2 separate regions of the Mus musculus genome follow, and region 2 is linked to region 1. Evidence: chromatin contacts called from public Hi-C data. All regions are on one chromosome and are shown on one strand. Each heading gives the region's core, a stretch centred on a gene start, on an enhancer-like site or on the middle of the called end of the contact. The rest is flanking DNA. Distances are from core to core; before and after follow the strand shown.

Evidence for each region. Hi-C and Micro-C count contacts between places; a contact is called where the count stands out from the background.
Region 2: a Hi-C map of the N1E-115 cell line shows a contact between it and region 1, with 4 times the contacts expected there. The contact joins two enhancer-like sites. A contact is called at or near these places in 8 of 484 Hi-C or Micro-C datasets (the N1E-115 cell line, adipose-derived mesenchymal stem cells, cerebellar granule neurons and 4 more) and 1 of 9 other capture datasets (embryonic stem cells).

Annotation. Positions count from the first base shown.
Region 1 is chr14:23,570,409-23,577,129 of GRCm38.p6, forward strand. The region is part of intron 5 of Kcnma1 (potassium large conductance calcium-activated channel, subfamily M, alpha member 1); the gene reads right to left. Among named protein-coding and RNA genes, the nearest start is that of 5430425E15Rik, 63 kb to the left of the region's middle. Within about 2 kb of position 3,198, at least 7 of the 459 cell types and tissues checked have an H3K27ac peak or open chromatin away from gene starts, as enhancers often do. A contact at or near this core is called in the N1E-115 cell line, where this site is marked.
Region 2 is chr14:24,179,316-24,186,036 of GRCm38.p6, forward strand. The region is part of intron 5 of Dlg5 (discs large MAGUK scaffold protein 5); the gene reads right to left. Among named protein-coding and RNA genes, the nearest start is that of Gm52143, 29 kb to the right of the region's middle. Within about 2 kb of position 2,911, at least 58 of the 459 cell types and tissues checked have an H3K27ac peak or open chromatin away from gene starts, as enhancers often do. A contact at or near this core is called in the N1E-115 cell line, where this site is marked.

The DNA of each region.
Region 1 (6,721 bases), core at 1,948-4,447:
AGTTGGCCTTCAAGTTGGAAAGCTTCCCAGAGCTGCATCATTCCTGCCCAGGGCTTGCCTAAGGAAATGTAGAGATGACCTTGGACCAGATGGTCCTTTTCTGTCTGACATGGAAACATTCTCCTGTGCCTTCTGCTTCCCCTCAACCTATGTTGCACCTATTTTCTTGTTTTCTCATCATATTTTACGTCTTTTGGTTCACTGGAAGGCATTAGCATTTGGTTCCATCTGCCTGTTCTTCTCTAGCAAGAGAAGTCCTAGAATCTATGTGTCCACCCAGCCAAATACTGCCTTTCTTTGCTCATCCTTTCCTTAGGACCCTGGCTGTCTCTGTTGTCCTTGCTCTCTAGTCCTGCCCTGCCATTCTCTGAAACTGTTACATCCCTCACTTGAAAGCTCTTCTGTAGATACATAGTAGGTGGAACTCTCCTACCTGTCCACTCATCCAATACTGCACTTTAGATCATCTTGGACCATTCAATAGACACATCCCTACTACATCCTCAATACTGCATTAAGTCTTAGATAATGACTGAAATTGTCTCCATTTTTCTCCAGTGATTTTCACAGACAGGCCTGCCCAGACTCATACACTCCTGTTCATAGAAGTAACACTGCAGTTCTATCAACTACCTTCTCTATAGGCACTCAAAAAAGTGTGGATTACATACTCACTGAATCTCCTATATAGCCCAAGAGAGGTGCTTCTCCCATGTATAATTTTTCTCTTATCTTGCCATGTCCCCCTTTGCCCCTCCATTTCTTTACCCATGCTTTAAGGCTCAATTAAACTCTACCTCTCCCAGAAGTCCCCACATCCACAGGTACATTAATACATCCTCAACTTAAAATATGTAATTCCTGTGGCCAAAAAAGCAGATAATAACTCATTCCACTAGAAGCGCTAGAAGATATGCTTAGTTCTTACTGGCAGAGCAGGGCTATCTTCTAGCTCTTGTGGCATATTAAGAAGGTCACCAGTTTATCAGGCCTTCAGTGATAGACTTGGTAATGCTATTTACTAGTTGTATACTTTCCTGTTCTAATCACCTCTTAAAACATCCTTGTCCATATTTGCCAAATCAAAGGAACAATGACACCCACTTCAAAACGCCAATCAAACTATAATGGTTTTCCTAAAAGATTTTCTAGATGGAGCGTCTGTGTGGATGCTTTGTGCTTTATAAATGTTCCTAAGTAGACTCAAGCAGTCCTAATGACCCCTGATTTCTATTGGTTATCAAGGCCACTTCAGCTTGGCACCAAGCCTTCTTTCAAATTAACAATTCGAAGAGATCCAAGCAGGAGACTCAACAACCGATAATTTAGGACTGCATTCACTTTCACCGGGAACTACACATGAAGGGAGCTGACCCCCAGGCTCTCACTTATGAGTCTAGTTATCAGTATTGTCTACTCTCCACATGATGCTTTCATCCACTGAATATAACCAGGTATAGCTCTTGGCAGAAACACTACAGCTCTATTACCTACCTCCCTACACATAAGCACAAATGTCTAGATTAAGCTTCTCATTGGAAGCTCTAGGTAACCTGAGAACCTTTCCCCATTATCGGGCCCCTTATCTGGTCATGTCCTCCCTCGTCCCTCCATTGAAAGACACCAGTGCTGCTAACTTGAGGGAAACAGTGTCTGCCTGCTCTATGACCCATGTCTGCATCATGGTCTTTAAAGGAAGAGTCTGGGCTATAAAGATAAATGCCACCTGGTTTACTGGTGACTATTCATTCAGAGCATAGTGAGCAAGGCAGGTAAGATTTCTTCATTTGGAGTCTCATAGATGGTTGGTTTGATATTGACTATCTCATTGTGCCAATCACTCCATGGTCTAAGAAAAAGCCAAGTACACGATTCCAACTTCCAGTTACTATTCTACCAACCTGGACTCTATTATGTGCATGCATAGATATCTTTATGTATTGCACAAGCAACATATGGCTTATAGCCAAAGCAAACATATGTCTGCATTTAAATGCACAACTTCTCCTGTCTGGTTTTCAGTGTTCTATTGAATACTTTATCAGTTCTCTGTTATATTCACTCACCAGATGTTAAATTCCCATTGTAGACGTGGTGCTTTGATTTCCCATATCCATAACTAGATCAGGGTATTCCTGGCTGAACTGTGTCTTACAATCTCACAGTACACACAACCATAGAGCTGTGATCAATACTGATCTTTTGGATGAATCATTTATTAATCCCAAATTACATCTCTAAATCCTGCCCTTTTCCCCTTTGCCTTCTTCTTGAGCTCTTGAGAGACACCAGTGCTGCTCACGTTGTTATTACTTTGTGCCGTGATAAAAAGCACCCAAAATTGTCACTCTGGGTGGCTCCATGCCAGGCATCCTTTTATGTAGGAAAAACTGCAATCCAATGAGCTAGAAACTATAAAATTGATGCAGCTAAGGGAATTATTCCCCATACAGATAATGCCGTGGACCAAACTGTTCTAATAAGCAAATAAAATCTCTCAGACAATTAAGTTCCTGTTTAAGGCCATTTGCCTTGGAATCCCCTAAAGGATTCAGGAGGATTGCAAAATTGTTGGTGGCAGAGGAAGTCATTGCTAGCCAGAGCTCAAGCTGCATAGATTATTGAATTAAGTAAGGCAGGCCCAAAGCAGACAAGCAGGAAAAACATGAGGCAAAGCTTTCCAATGCTCCAATCTTACTTGCTTCTGTTGTATTTAATAGTTTCCTAGGCTATTTTTGTTTTCAGGAAATGAAATAGACAAGACAAAAAAAATTCACTGTTTTCAGACTATAATCCTGAGAGAGGAATTGTTTTCATTGCTGGTTTTGATCAAGGTAGAGAATGGGAAGAATGGGGCCAAATGAGGGGGAAAAGATTTTTTCCCTAAGTCTTCCTGATCTTCAAGGGGAGGTATCTGAAAGCCCACTAGAACTCTTGAGTGAGCATCCAATATGCTAGAACCAGCAGCAAGTTGTTAGGCATGAGACTGAGTTAGAGGTCATGGGAAAATCACTCCATCTCCACCGATTTTCCAGTCTGTAAATAAGGACTGCCAGAAAGATGCTGGCAACATATGGCAGGCACTGGGTAGAAATGGCTAATTTGTTAAAGTGTTTCATGCACATTCATTAGACTGAGGGGTTCTTATTTGCTACAATGTCGTGACTCATACTTCTGAGGCCTGAGCTGTCAAAGATAAGGACCTCTTCCTCGGGCTGGTGACTAATCAGAAGTCTGTTGGTACATCCAGTGCCTAGGGACCAAAAGTATTCAATAAAGCCTTGAGTGGATGAATGAGTTTATTAACACTCCATACAGTCTCTAACCTAACCATGTATATAATCCTCTACAGAAGGGCAGGTGAACTATGACATGGGAGCACATCCAGGCAGGCCATCACCAGCTTGTGCACAGAATGAGAGCTAAGAATGTACTTCTTCATGTTTTTAAATAAATTTTAAAAATCAGATGGATGATTTCTAAACCTTGGAGTTATACAAACTTCCAACTTAAATGTTCATGAATATATTTTTAATTGTCATTGTACGTATTCATTGAATATGGTATAACATCACCTATGGACATTTTTATATAATTATATACTTCACACTGCTCATTCAAGTCCATATTGGATGGAGCTGATTGCAGGCCACAGTGAAAGGTTGAAAAGTGGTAATGGTAATTGGATGGTCTTCAGAGTTGAAGATATTTACTACCTGGGAAGTCACAGGAAACATTTGCTGATTTCTGTCCTACAGAATAGGAAATGGACTCTCTGATTATCCTACCACTCCCTTGCTCACTCAATGGCTTTCATTCAGTACCTTCTAGATGTCCCAGTACACCACCCAGCTGTGTGATTAAAACAGAGAGAACCCTGCCCAAGGCAAGGCAGACCACGCCAGTGCATCCCACAAATCAGTACTGATGACAGACAAAATGAACCTTGGGGCTTTAATCCAAGGTCGCTCAAGATCTTTGCCATGAATGGTGGCCAGGCTGAACACCTGGCATTTGGGGAAAGATACCACTGACTTCTCCAATCAGCCTGTTAGAGCTAGCCATCAGGAAGACGTCCCCTCCGCTCACACTTCTGAGTTGCTATTTCAACAGAGATGGCTATTTTAAAATACATTCACAAACATATGAACAGCATTCTCTGCCCTTTTTCTCCCTCCCATGCAGATGTGACTGATCACACACACACACACACACACACACATTCTGGAATATAAGGAGCCCCAAAACCTGCGTACAGGAATCTTTTCCCACCCATGTCTTTCTGGAAGCACATGTTTTCCTTTGCTATCTAGACCTTAGGAAAGTTGTCTTAATGAAGTACATTTGCAAACACAAGGCATTTGATTTTCTTCTTCCTGCATGTTCTTGGTTTTACAGCCATCCTTACCATGCTCCCCAGACAACCATACCTATGTCAGGATTCCTGCTGGGATTCCTGGAATAAGGAAGCCAACTACTGTACTCTAGTACATTTCCCTGGAAAGCTACGCATATCCCATATAACAGAGATGAATCTAGAAGGTTCTTCTTGGGTTATGGCTCTGACCCTTTTTGTTGCCACTTCTTTTTTCATCTTAAATATATTCTTTTCCCTCACTTCATACCAAGCAGGTGGTCAAAGAAACCAATCAAAATGCAGGGGTCAGGCACCGGGAGTAGGTAACAGTCAGGTCTAGGAGATGGCTCAGTGGGGAAAGAGTTTGACTCACAAGCAGGGAGAGCCACGTTAAATCTCCAGAACACTCTTTTAAAAAGCTGTTGGCTGGGGGAGGAGGAGTCAGGGGATAGATAGACACCCAGCTCACTCCTCATTTCATAAGAGACCATTTCAAAGAAAAGTGGACTGAACCCCAGGTCCCAGGGTCTCTAGCATCTAAATGTGTGCATATGCATGTGCATATGTGTGTGTGTGTGTGTGTGTGTGTGTGTGTGTGTGTGTATGTGTGTGTGTTTCTATGTATGTGAGAAAGAGAGAGACAATGAGCAAAGCAGCAGAAAGAGGTTTTCTTTCTCCTATAAACAAGTTGATAGGAACGGTGACAACTCAGGTTAAGAATATTCACAACTTTTTTTTTTTTTGCCTTGTATTATGCAGCCGTTAGCTTATCTATGAAAAGTACCATTATCTTCCACAAAGGAGACCTTTGGGACCTAGCCAAATGGTAGTCAATAATAATTGCACACTAACACAGCTCCCAGCAAGAATACCTGAAATAACAGCACCTAAAAGACTACAGCTCCATCCTAGTACATCCTAGCTCACCACAGTATTTCTTTCAGGCTCCAAACCATTTCTGTCAAGAGACAGAAGGAAGACTTAAATCTGAACAAACCTGGACAAGAGTGATCTATTTTAGTAAAATCAAGTGCAATCTTTAATCTGGAATCAGTCTAAAATACTTGCCCTTGTGTGTCAGTTTAGACAGAGATGGGGGTGGGTGGTTGGGGTGCCAGTCTGTGCTCAGCAGGAGCATAAGGGCCAACTTTCAGAACCCCAGCTATGTACATGCTATCTGTCTTTTACTCTATTCTTTTTTTGGAGGGATTCTTGTAGGCTGGGGACTCTCCTGAGTTGCCCTCTAAAAGTTAAAGTTTCATCTGAGGTTTGTCAGTCAGGATTCAAAGGACACAGGCTTCTCAGGACGACACTCCTGCTTTCCCTCACTAGATGGCAGAATGGCTTAACAGATGCAGAGGTGTGGACCATGCAACAGAGCTGAAGTGAGGGACTGGGAACAGCCTGGGCTGCGGGAAGAGGGGGCTCCCCCTGGGCAGGTCAATGCACCAGAGGACTAATGCCTCCTGTATCTTCAATAAGACTTCTAGGAGGCTGGTGGAGCCAAGCTTTTGCTCTTCCTGCCAGATGAGAAGTGCCTGTCCTTGAATAAGGAGAACTGCAATTAGATAAAACAAACACAAAGCTATTTTGTTAAACCAGGAACAAGAGGTCCTCAGATAATGAGTCCTTTGCTCGTAACATTTGGGGGGTAGGAAAGGTGTTTGACCCTGTCTTCAAATTCATCAAAAATGTTTACTCATCCTAATACAAATGCTTGTTGGTTTAATTATATGTGAGGTGATATGATGTGTGGTGATTGGCACTGCCAGCAGGTACCACATTACAGGTTTGGTAATAGATTCTGGACAGCAGATACAGTAAGAAGGAAGACAAGTCCTATACATAGGACACCAGGATGTCACCTGTCTTGAACAGATAAATGATGCTTCAGCCTACCCAGTTCCCAAAGGAAAGTACCAAGGATAACTGACAAGGAGGAAGAAAAAGAAGCAGGGGTTAGATGGGGACTGAAGAAATGGCTCAAGGGTTAAGAGCTGTTGCTGTGCTTACAGATGATCAGAATTCAGTTCCCAGCAACTACATCTTGCAGCTCATATCTGCTTGTAACTCCAGCTCCAGGGCATCTACAGTTATCTGCATGCATGGGTACTCACTCACAAGCATAAGCATAAACACACACACACACACACACACACACACACACACACACACACACACCAGCCTTTAAAACAGAGAAGGACATGGAGAAAGAATGGTAGTTAATGGACATTGAAAAAGATCAGCCAACAACCACTTTAAGAAGAGAAGCATCCTCTCTCCCTTGCTAGAGAGACTGGTTTCATAGCACCATGAGCCATCTCCTTGTTATCTCCCTTTCCCTATAAGTATTTGGGTTTGAAG
Region 2 (6,721 bases), core at 1,661-4,160, 610 kb after region 1:
AGCTACACACATTACAAATATGCCAGCCATGGCTGTGTAGCCAAACTCTGTCTCAAAAACAATAACCAAAAAAAAAAAAAAAAAAAAAACCAAAACACCAAACCAACCAAACAACCCCAACCAGAAAAACAGAGAGAATATGAGCACAAGAATCCATTCTACTGTGAATTACAGGAGCTCAGCTTCCCCGGGGGTGCTGTTTACGAAGGGAAAAACAAAACAAGACAAAACACTAGCAAACCTGAGAAGACAGGGTTTTTCAGGGGTTGCCTGTTGAGCACCACTCAAAGATCTTGGTAACTCACCACCTCTGTGGGTTTGCTTCCTTATTTCTCAAATAACAGGACAAAACCGGAAAGGCTGGCTTAGCCCCTGCAGCTCCTACAGCCCAGGAACAACCTTGCTCACCGTGTGGGCCCTGAGTTATCAACACCATCTTTGCAGCCCAGACAGTCACAACCTTGAACAGTGGGACATTTCCTCCAGAGACAGACAGGACACAGAAGGAAGGAGTGATTCAAAAGTCAGAATTAAGAGGGAGAAATGGCTCTGTGACTAAGAGCACTTGCTGCTCTGGCAGAGGACCAGGTTCAGTTCCCAGCACGCACATGCTAATTCATAACTGTCCGTAGCTCCAGTCCCAACACCCTTTTCTCACCTCCACAAGCACTACCCACATATGGGAGGCAGACACCCTGTAGGCACAACACTTATACACATAAAATAAAAATAAATAAATCTTTGAAAAAAAATCAGGGGGCTGGAGAGATGGCTCTAAGGTTAAGAACATTCGAGGCTCTTGTAGAAGATCTGGGTTTAGTTCCCAGCACCACAGATGTCTGTAAATCCAGCTACAGGGGATCCAGCACCTCCTCTGGCCTCTGTGGACACCCACAGACACATCCACACGCACATATCCACAGAAACAAGAACTTAACATTTTTTAGAAAATATAATCAGAGACCACTGATCTCTGTCTCTGTGTCCTCGTCCCCTACCCCCACCCCCTTCAGAAGCCAAGGCTGCAAGGCTGCCAGAAGCCAGCTCCACCCACCTCTCTGCGTCTTTCATTTTTCCTCTATTTGTTATACTGTTTAGAGCCTAGGTGTTAAACATATTCCAGTCTCCCTGTTTCAACTTACTGAATTCTTGGATTACAGCATGTGCTATGTCCCCTAACTTTGTTTCCTGTTCTTTTCAGAAACTACTCCTTTCAAAAAGAAATCTTAGTACAGTGAAATACAAAACTTATTTACAAAGTAGAAGGTAAGCAAACTCTCAACTGTGAGAGTTAAGGAAACACTTTACTCTCAGACAAACACTGACACACACACAAAACCTAGGAGCCATTCTGACAGGAAAATTGTCCTTAGGAGGAGGAAGGACGGGCAAGGAGGGGAGGACAGGGGAGAGGGGGAGGGGGAGGGGAAGGAGAGGGGAGAGAAGGAGGGGGAGGGAAAGGGGGAGGGGGAGGGGGAGGGGAGAGGAACAGCAGCCTGGCAGAGAGAAAAGCAGCAGCCCCTATCCTGGCAGCACAAAGCCTGCAATCCCAGCCCTTGAGAAATAGAAGCAGGACCGTCAGGCGTTCACGGTCATCCACAGCTACATGGCAAGTTAGAAGTCAGCCTGTGTCATATGAGACACCGAAGTTTCCATTCACCTCTGAGCTATTGTACAATACTCATATTTTTAAGGTATTATCAGTTCCACTAGCTAATAAGTAGTTCTTCATTTAAATATTTTACGATGTATTTTTATTTTATATGTATGAATATTCTGCTCGCTTATATGTTAAATGTACTACATGCGTAGATTACATGTGGAAACCTGAAGAGGGGGCCGGATCCCCCAGAATTGGAATTACAGATGCTTGGAAACACCACATGGGTCCTGGGAATGGAACCCTGGTCTCTGAGCCAGGGCTCTTAACGGCTAAGCCATCTCTTCAGCCCTGGTCCTTCAGTTTCCATTCCTGACTTCAAGCAAACCTGGGCATCTTTTCTGTGTTTATGAATTATCTATCTTTGTCTTCTAGGTTTGGATTGGTTTCTCCTCCATTCTATGCTGGGTTAGAACTGTCCACCCAGGCTGCGCAGCCCTCCAGGAGCTAGTTTCCTGGGTGTGTTTATCACATATCCTCTGCCTATGTGGCGTGTGTCTCACTCTCTGCAAACCCCAAAAGGATGCCCTTTGCAGTGTGTACTGAAGTTGTGCTAAGAAGGCCTCTCCTTCTTACCTTGAGATCATAACAATATCCTCTTGTTGGGACTTAAAAAAAGCATTTTTTATTTTCCCCACTGAAACCCTTGAACTCCTTTAAATATATATATTTCTATTCATAACTTGAGATGGACAGAGAATCATATCCTCTTCCTCTCCCACAAAGCACTGACTAGTGGAGACTGAGGACACCTGAAATACTCAGGAGCAGACGATGTGGACATTCTCAGACAGCGCCATGGCTAAGAAGGCCAACACTGCCGCCGCCTCACTCCCACCCCCACCCCCGACAGAAGTCTCCAGGTTCCTGTGTCTAGAGAGGGTCTGGCTTCTGCAATGGTTTGCTGTGTTGGACAAATACCTCAGATACTCCATTTAAGACTGACTTCATAGTTGGGTATGGTAGTGCAAAGTGAATTATGGCCAGGGCTGCTACACAGAGAAAGTATGTCTAGAAAAAGCAAAACAAACAACAACAACAACAACAACAACAACAACAAGAGACTAACTTTGCAAGTCTCACTTTCCAATACTCCTCTGTCTCAGGTGGTAAAACTCAAAACAAAGGCAGAGCTGCCATACTCCGAGTTGCCCACAAGAGGGCAGCAGTACGAACACAGGCTCTCCAGCTTTCATTAAGAAACCCTCATTCTCAAGGCAGCCAGCTTGGCGGCAGCACCATCTTCACCAGTCCACAAGACAACTCTGGATTCTGTGCCACTACAGCTCGTCCTTTTACTGAGAACCAGTTTCCCAAACACCCTAACTCGGAGGAGCTTAGCGCCAAGTGTGCTGAACGACCCAGGCTGTCTGGATATGCTTCCATTCCTGGTAAGGCAGGTCAGGCCTAGGCAAATGCTGATGCCAACCCAAGTGTCCTTTATGCTGCTCAGCACAGCTCGGACAATGCGGTGAGTTGGTAGGGTCCCAAGAGATTGGTGAGAGAGGGCAGATCTGCCCTGTTTCCACCATGGTTGCCTCCAGGGCACAGTGGGGTTCCCTGGGTGTAAAACCCCAAGTGAAGAGGTAATCCCAGCTCCACCTCCCTGTACCTCCTAGCCTCTGCCTTGCTACAGCCTTGGGGAGGCATCGGCTCCCACAGGACAGCATCCAGACCTTAAAGAGGCCCCCAGACTCCGAGCATTTCTCAAGTTCTCATACACGGGCTCAGACTCAAGCCTGCACTTTATCATCAACAGCCTCATAGAAACCAGGGAAAGCTGCAGTCGTGTGACTCCCCGAGACCTGGAAAAGATGCTATCTGCCAGGCCAGAGCATTTTCTGTTCATCAGTAGAAGATTATATTCTTAGTGGAAGGGCACAAGTGCACACAGACACACACTTACTTTTCTGTTGCTGTGATAAAGAAAAAAGAAAAACCCACCCTGGCCAAAAGCAATTTAGGAAAGAAATGGGTTTATTTGGCTCACAATCCCAGGCTGCAGCCCACTATAGAGTGGAAGTCAATGCAGAAACACGAAAGACCACATCCATAGCCAAGAGCAGAGGGCCAGAGAACACGTGGGCTGTGGTTGCTTGTTCTCAGCTATCTTGCTTCAGTCTCAGTTCAGGACCCAGCATAGACTGGCGCACCCCAGAGCAGGCTAGGTGTGGATGCTTGAATAGGAATGGCTCCCACAGGCTAACATATTTGAATGCTTGGTCATTAGGGAGTGGCACTACTTGAGAGAAATTAGGGGGTATGGCCCTGTTGGAGTAGGTGTGGGGCCTTATAGGAGGAAGTGTGTCACTGGGGGAAGGCTTTAAGGTTTTAAATGCTCAAGCTAAGCCCAGTGTCACATTGTCCTCCTGCTGTCTGTGGATCTGGATCCAGATGTAGAACTCTCATCTTTTATAGCACCACTTCTACCTGTATGTTGCCATGTCGCCTGCCATGAGAACAATGAACTAAACATCTAAAACTGGAAGCAGTTATTTCAGTTTCAGTTAAGAATAACTGAAAAGCCGGGGCCTAGCAAACACAGAAGTGGATGCCCACAGTCAGCTAATGGATGGATCACAGGGCTCCCAATGGAGGAGCTAGAGAAAGTACCCAAGGAGCTAAAGGGATCTGCAACCCTATAGGTGGATCAACATTATGAACTAACCAGTACCCCGGAGCTCTTGACTCTAGCTGCATATGTATCAAAAGATGGCCTAGTCGGCCATCACTGGAAAGAGAGACCCATTGGACACACAAACTTTATATGCCCCAGAACAGGGGAACGCCAGGGCCAAAAAGGGGGAGTGGGCGGGTAGGGGAGTGGGGGTGGGTGGGTATGGGGGACTTTTGGTATAGCATTGGAAATGTAAATGAGCTAAATACCTAATAAAAAATGGAAAGAAAAAAAAAAGAATAACTGAAAAATGTTATTCTTTATAATAGTTCTCTTGGTCACCATGTCTCTTCACAGCATCAGAACACTGACTATCAAGACAATCCTCTACAGACATACCCACAGGCCAGCTATTCCAGAGAATCCCTCAACAAACTCCCTTCCCAGATGATTCTACGTTATGTCAAGTTGACAATTAAAACCAAGCAACACACACACAGATACACACATACCACACACACACCACACACACTAACATACATACACACACAGATATACACTCACATTCACCCACTCACATATACCTATACCTATACATATACATATGCACACACACATATACAGAGACACACACACATGCATACATAAACACATACACACAAAGACACACAAACAGGCACACACAAATACACATACATACCACATCACACACACTCCCACATCACACACACATACACACAGATACAGATACATACCACACCATATACAACACATACACATGCACACAGATACACACATGCACACAGACACACACACACAGGTATACACACAAATGCACATACATACCACACATATACACAGAGGTATGTATACATACCATACCACACATATTCAGCTTCCCAGCTAGATTAGTGAAAGAGGAAAACATCTTGGATACCTTGGGGAAAAGTCAACTTTCATGGATCAAAAAGGAACATTTTTAAACTAGACACAGAGGAAAGAACAGAAACTCAAATGATCTGGTAGAATTGATTTTAAAAACATGTTGACTGGACTCGGATATTTTATAACAATCAAAAGTTTACCATACATACAGGGGCAGCAAATGGCTCAGTGTGTAAAGGCACATGTTTGCTGTGAAGCCTAACGGCCTGATTTGAGTTCAATCCCAGAAACCCACACAGTGGAAGGAGAGAATCAACTCCCAAAAGCTGCCCTCTGGGGCTGGAGAGATGGCTCAGCGGTTAAGAGCACTGGCTGCTCTTCCAGAGGTCCTGAGTTCAATTCCCAGCAACCACATGGTGGCTCACAACCATCTGTAATGGGATCTGATGCCCTCTTCTGGTGTGTCTGAAGATAGTGACATTGTGCTCACATAAAATACATAAATCTTTAAAAAAAAAAAAAAGCTGTCCTCTGACTCTCACACATGCCCTGTGACCTATGAGCGATGCATCTGTGTCAACTGACTTAGTAAGGCAAAAGTTCTGACAAATTAAATAGTCAGCGCATAGAATGGAGGTCAGATACAATTAACAGTAAAATAGAGCAGATGTCCGGATGTTCAAAACAACAGACAGTGCAAGGTGGCCCATGATACATTCACTGCAGAGTAAAAGAACCAAAGGCAAATTTGAGAGAGAAAAGAAGGCTTCATGTGTGTGTTACACATGAAATAGGGGAAAATGTTACAAGAACATGTGCACATGGTAGAAGTTGGTCATTTCTGCAAAATAAGACCAAACCAGTCTGGGGCGACTTCATCGCTGGCTTTTGGAATGTTCTTCTTTTAACCAAGGACTGTGTGCTGTTTCAGTAAAGGAAGAATGGTACAAAAACCCCTGGAGTTTGCTTTTCAAACCTAGGAGCTCCTCAGCATGCCTGCTACACCCCCAGAAGAGTCTAAGATGACCCATTTCCCACCAAGGAAATGAAACAAGGGCCAGCCTCAGCCCCTCCCCCACAGTTCACACACACAGGACAAAGCACCTGTCTGCAGCTCTCAGGGGACAGGGGCCCAGGCCCAGGCCCACCCTTCTCACTGGGGGTGGCCTCATTTCCTCTGAGATAAGTCATACACAGGACGGGAAGGCCCCACAAATCCCTCCTGCAAACATGCAAGTCAAACAGCCCCATTTACCCTGCAAGGGCCTCCTCTTCAGGTTTACACGGCGTGGGAGGAACCTGGCAACAAAGCTCGCCTTGTCCAGGGAGCCTGACCCTCACCTTTAGGTCAGTGGGGAGCAAGCCTGTGGCCATCCCACATCACCTGCTCTCTCTGGAGGAGCCTCCCCACTTCCTGGTTAGTGTCTGAAGGTGAGAACAAGGAGCCCAGCAGCTCATAGCCTCCACCACCTCTCCTTCTGGCAGCCTAACCTTCTCTTTTGTTGGGGTCCCAGGCTGGTACTTGCTGAAAACACAGTCTAATCAACCCGACCTGGGAG